Regions from separate parts of the Drosophila melanogaster genome. Here region 1 is linked to region 2. Evidence: chromatin contacts called from public Hi-C data. All regions are on one chromosome and are shown on one strand. Each heading gives the region's core, a stretch centred on a gene start, on an enhancer-like site or on the middle of the called end of the contact. The rest is flanking DNA. Distances are from core to core; before and after follow the strand shown. Region 1 holds the start of CG6654. Region 2 holds the start of CG14860.

What was found. A called contact is a pair of places that touch in the nucleus more often than the background predicts.
Region 1: a contact with region 2 is called in a Hi-C map of the S2 cell line, with 2.5 times the contacts expected there. The contact joins the promoter of CG6654 here to the promoter of CG14860 in region 2. A contact is called at or near these places in 41 of 107 Hi-C or Micro-C datasets (the Clone 8 cell line, the D17-c3 cell line, the Kc167 cell line and 17 more) and 3 of 6 datasets of contacts at active chromatin or transcription factors (all in the Kc167 cell line).

The regions. Positions count from the first base shown.
Region 1 is chr3R:15,212,222-15,214,921 of dm6, forward strand. It overlaps CG6654, which reads right to left and starts at 1,437. Exons shown (of 3, transcript NM_142172.3): 1 at 1,245-1,437; 2 at 42-1,179. The coding sequence starts at 1,364. CG4210 reads left to right here and starts at 1,753. Exons shown (of 4, transcript NM_142173.2): 1 at 1,753-1,886; 2 at 1,949-2,000; 3 at 2,069-2,144; 4 at 2,205-2,624. The coding sequence starts at 1,812. The coding sequence ends at 2,526. It overlaps SIDL (Shal Interactor of Di-Leucine Motif), which reads right to left. Exons shown (of 6, transcript NM_142174.3): 6 at 2,541-2,700. The coding sequence ends at 2,640.
Region 2 is chr3R:14,893,369-14,896,068 of dm6, forward strand. CG14860 reads left to right here and starts at 1,416. Exons shown (of 2, transcript NM_142146.3): 1 at 1,416-1,704; 2 at 1,765-2,700. The coding sequence starts at 1,467. The coding sequence ends at 2,318. Dph2 (Diphthamide biosynthesis 2) reads right to left here and starts at 586. Exons shown (of 2, transcript NM_142145.4): 1 at 340-586; 2 at 1-286. The coding sequence starts at 501. Nup93-2 (Nucleoporin 93kD-2) reads right to left here. Exons shown (of 4, transcript NM_142147.4): 4 at 2,335-2,700. The coding sequence ends at 2,356.

The DNA of each region.
Region 1 (2,700 bases), core at 187-2,686, 320 kb after region 2:
GACAATTAAATAGGATTTTCGACCACTCTTTGTTATCTTACCTTTCTGACAGATATTGCACTGATTCCGCAGATTCCGCTTGTGGCCCTGCACCATGTGCTTGCTAAGTGCCTCCTTGGAATCACAGCGTATTCCACACTCCGGGCAATTGTGGGCACCATGACTGGCCTGGTGTTCCGCCAAGTGATCCGGCGACACGAAGACCTTTTCGCACTCATTGCACTTGTAGTTGCGATTAATGCAGCCCTTTTGGCGTCTGTGGATCATCAACGATTTCTCCACCGCGAATCCCGCATTGCAACGATCACAGTGATATTTGAGCTCAGGGGTAGTAGCTGCTCCTGACGTTGTGCTTGGCCCGTTTACTGTTCCCGCTCTTGGCGCGCTGAGTTTTCGCTGTGTTCCTAACCGATGCTGTTTGGGGGAAGGCTCTGCATCTGACGGCGGTGTAGCCGGTACATCCTGCTTGACAACTCCGCGACGCCGTGAGGTGCGCTTAGCCGACTGAGGTACTTGTTCCTTCTCTAATTCGCGTGCTTCCTCCTTAGAACCCACAGGAGTCTGATGCTTATCGTTTTCCTGCTGCGTTAGAAGCTTGGCAGCGCTCTTTCTGGTGGTTACCTGCGGAGCGGTTACTGTGATGATCTCCGCCTCGTTATCGACACCTTCGAAGATGGCCAGGTTACATTCCCTGATCTGCTGTTCCAGCTCGTGGTCGTCGCCTTCGTAAATAACATTGGTTTGGGTAAACACAACTTCCTTTTCGTCCTTCAAGTTCCCCTGGACCTGCAGGATGAGGCTGGTGGTCTTTTCGACGGGCTCATCCGGCAGCTCGTAATCGAATACCTCGCCCTCGCCTTCGTAGTCCAGGTCCACTGAAATCGTTGACTTAATCAGGCTGGTATTCTGTTCGGCGTCTGTGGTAGTCACTGCGTCCGTTTGCACGGAGGCTGTGCATCTGTCCGGCTCCCAGCTAGTGGTCTGCACAGCCTGGTCCGTCGTGGCCACTGGACAACTGATAGACACCTTGCTATCGGGCTCCTCCGGCAACGCATTCGGCAGCAATTGGCGCAGGGTGCGACTGGAGTTCTCGCACTTGATCTTGAAGGTATAGCAATTGGAGATTTCACTCAAACAGCTTAGGCACACCTTCTCGGGCAGATTATCGTTGCGGCGGGGCTTGAAAACGCGAATTAAATCGAGATTAACATGGAAATCAGGATCACTCGGCGAAGGCAACTCACCTTGGTTTTTGTGAACTCCCGGATCATGTCCGCCAGGCAGCTGCCGGATCCGCCGTCGTAGATGGACAGGAGTGGTCCCGTGGAACTCAGGCAGGTAAGACAGATCTTGTCCACATCCATTTCGCGACGCAATCGGTCAAATGCAGAAACAAAATAAAACAATTAAATAAATGCAGTATGGCTGAAGTTTGTTACGCTGAATATACCGATGCATTTCAAGTGCACCTGGTCACACCTTTAATGCTGTTGGCGGCCTTCGCGCAATTCAAAAAATAATTCTAATGAGTAAAGAAGAGTATTAAATAATCTAATTTTATGGCGATAAGTGCATTGAAATAAAATTATTTCAAATGTGAATCGTATATATACAAGAATCTGGGCTTATTCTTGTTTCATCTAATTTTTTTACTTATTAACAACAAATAATTCTTTTCCCAATCGATATTGAGTTATATTAAATTGTGATCACGAGAGTTCGGCTCATCTCTATAGATTAGAATTGTTTCGACAAAAGATAAGCTCTTTTGACCATAATCAGAAAAACACAGGTTATAAAGATTTCCCACTATGTCGAAATCCGGAGAGTTTACATTCCGGCGTGCTCTAGCTGAAGATATTAAAGATGTGCTCTCCATGATTCAAGTTGAGTTTTATAAGATTCCTATTTTAATACCAATTTGAGATACTTTTGAATTGATCTGCAGGAACTGGCTGACTTTGAGAAGATGAGCAATGGTCCCCAGCTAACAGAGGAAGGTAAGAGATGGCGAAACCCTTACCATAGTAATGAAATAATGGTAAAGTAATGGATTGTAATATGACAGATCTTAAACGAGACGCAGGACTCACTGGTGGCCAGGAGTATTGTGAAGTCTATGTGCTTGTAGACAACGATACTGAGTAAGTGCTGTAGTTCTTGGCATGACCTGATTAACTTGTGGGCTTGTTCTCCTATTCTAGTCAGGCGATTGGGTACTCCATTTGCTACAAGGCATACTCAACGTGGCAGGGACGGTACTTCTTCGTCGAGGACATCTATGTCCGCCCCGAGCACCGTAAACGCGGCGCCGGAAAGCGAATCTTCTTGGAGGTTGCATCGCGGGCTGTAGAGCTTCAGTGCCCTCGCCTGGAGTTTAATGTACTGGAATGGAATCCTGCACGCAAGTTCTACGAAAGTCTTGGTGCCGTGGATTTGACAGATAAAGAGGGCTGGCACTACTACCGCGTGGAGGAGCAACAACTGGCCAAATTGGCCGCGGATCTGAGGGCAAAAAAATCTTAACTTGATTTGATTTTCAATTTTTACTACTTTATAGTAGGGCGATAAATAATTAATAATACTTGGCCATGGGCCATATGTGCTATGAGTACATTGCAATTAATTCGTTTGGCTTCTCATTGATCCCCCGCCACACTTGCGATGACATGGATCTGCATGCTCTTCGTGGAGTTGTAG
Region 2 (2,700 bases), core at 166-2,665:
CGCGCAGACCTTGCAGCTTGCTCAGGAGAACATTCACATCCAGCGGCAACTCTGGATAAAGGTAAAGTACCGGCAGGCGGGCGGCCCTACTGCGACATGCGTTTCCGAAGTGAATCACACTGTCTGCATCCACATGGGCAGCCGCAATCTCGTCCACGCAGCAGCTTCCGTATGTGGTGTCCGCCAGGATGAAGACTTTCACGTCCTCCGGCGCAAGTAGCTCCTTCAGGCCCACACTAATTGCATTGCTGTGGGGCAGATAGTCGTCTGGGAATTGCAGGCAAACCTAGAAGAATACGCTTTAGACGGTAATTCCAAAAGCGTAGCCGATAAACACACCCTTTTGTAACCACTTTTGCGAATCCAATCTACGCTCGATCGCCGGTGGTTTTCGTTCCAGATCTGTTCCAAGGTCACCGGCTGCTCCACTTCCGCCTGACGCTCCAGGGCGGCTGTGTCCGAGCTCGAGAAAGCCGATGCTGATGTTTCGGACGAGGTCATTTCAAATCACTTTCTACTCAAGATTCCTTTGTCCAGTAAAAAAGTATCAAATGCATGCAGCAAAATAAACAAAGTCAAGATAACACCGATGCATTAGACTGGATTAGAAATTGAAACGGACAAAGAGAAACGAAACGCAACTTTGTTATACACTCACGAAGTGTATATTAGTTATATTAGAGAACGGATATATTGTAATAAATAAATATATAAATTAAAGTACAAAAAACCGAAGTCGCTAAAAGTTCCTATTCAAATGCTAGATCCCAATTTAAATCATCTGTTAGTAAATAAAAATATAAAAATCAGAATAGTTAATTTTATTTTAAACCAGTTTTGGTTTAATTTAAATTAAATAAAAACCAGAATGCCTGATAGTATTTAAAGTGTTTTCATTTAAAACATTGTTGCTTATTCCTAAAATTATAAATTAACATGTAAACTATTTAATTCAATTAACCTGAAGAAAAATAATGCATATCTGAGTTATTTATAAATTATATTAAGTAAAGCAAAAACCTTATATTCAGGAATATAAAAAAACTCATTGACCTTAGTAGAGATTCATATCTTAAAAATCGACGATTTTGCAAATTATAATTTCTTTAATGAAAGTGTATCACGTGATCAGTGTTCTTGCTAATTTGGTTGGAGGACAGACTTACCGAAGACTCAACCCCGAATACTGCGTGACCACAAAAGTTCGCTTGCTCGTTTGAATTAATTTCTGTTGAAGCGCAATAAACAATTTAAAAATTCAAAAAGTTTATAAACCTAAGTCCTGTAATGTTTTCCCCGATACAATAAAAAGCTTACTAAAGAAGACATTCAGGTACCCCCTCTTTTGACCAACGTCCAGTCACTGATCTTGACCCAAATTTAAGTTTCACGCGCCTACCAACACTTGTTGCTTTCTCCATTTCACCTACCAACATTTCACCAAACTATATTAGCAGTCCAAAAATATGAAAAACCAAAACCTTCGCTGCATCGTAACCGATTGTTATAAGAGTGGTCAACAGGATAGTAGCTCCATGTACAAGTTCCCCATAAATCCGGTTGTCCGGCAGAAGTGGTTGGATAATATTGCGGACATAAAAGATATTAACTTGTTCAATAGTCGGGTGTGTAGGCGGCACTTTGAGACACAATGTTTTGGCAAGACCAAGGTGTTTTCCTGGGCAGTTCCCACACTTTTCTTGAGTAAGTGTATCGAAGCAGCCTCCTAGATAGCTTCCTAAACCTGTTCTCTTCATGATTTAGATACAAAAGAGGTAGTGCACCAGGTCAGTAAGCCAAGCAGGAACTCCTTCATTCGCAGATGCAGCGTCAGGAACTGCTCCTCACGATCTCCTCCAGAACGACTGCACTTCTTTCCCTCGAATCCCGAAATGCGCAAGGCATGGATGGAAATATGTCGGCTTACGGTGGACAACAAGTGGCTGTTTATTTGCGGCAGACACTTTCGCCGGACTTATCTGCCAAACAAGGGAAACCTTAGAAAGGACGCCATTCCAGAGTTCCACTTAGGAACGGAGGAGGAGGATCCCCTCGGAAAGAGCATCAAAAGTATGAAATCATGTGCTAATAGAAGTAATATCAGTTTCAAGAGCGAGGATTCTGGCATTGACGAGGAAAGCTTTAAGGAGAGTAAGCCTCATAATAATCCATGCGCCAATTGCCTTGATCTCCAACAGCAATTGGCAGCAGCTCATCTTCGCATTCAGCAACTTGAGGAAAGAAGGCAAGAGGAGACAGACAGTGATGATGATGAGGAGGGGGAGGAGGAGGAGCACATATTCATGCTAATGAAGTAGACTATTGCTTCCCTTTATCCCTTAAAGTATATTTATTTTAGTGCATATCCAGTTCGAGTTCAATCAGTCGCTTGTTCGTGTCGTTGGGCAGGCGATACGGCATAGTTGCTGCCATGTTGGACAGGGCTTTGGCTCGCTGCCGGAGTTGCTGCATCTGGGTCTGTTCCAGCGAGCTGCCTGATCCTGCCTTCAGCTGCTTGTACTGCTTCTGGGCGATCTCCATGGCGGCCACTATAACGTCGGGCAGGACCTTGATTACCTCGCCGCTAAGTTGCTTCACATTGCCCAGTACAACATCGACATCGTCCAACGTATTGGGCACCAACTGGGTTTGCCTGAGCAGATCCAACGCTGCATTAAATTTTCCGTCATGATAGAAGTT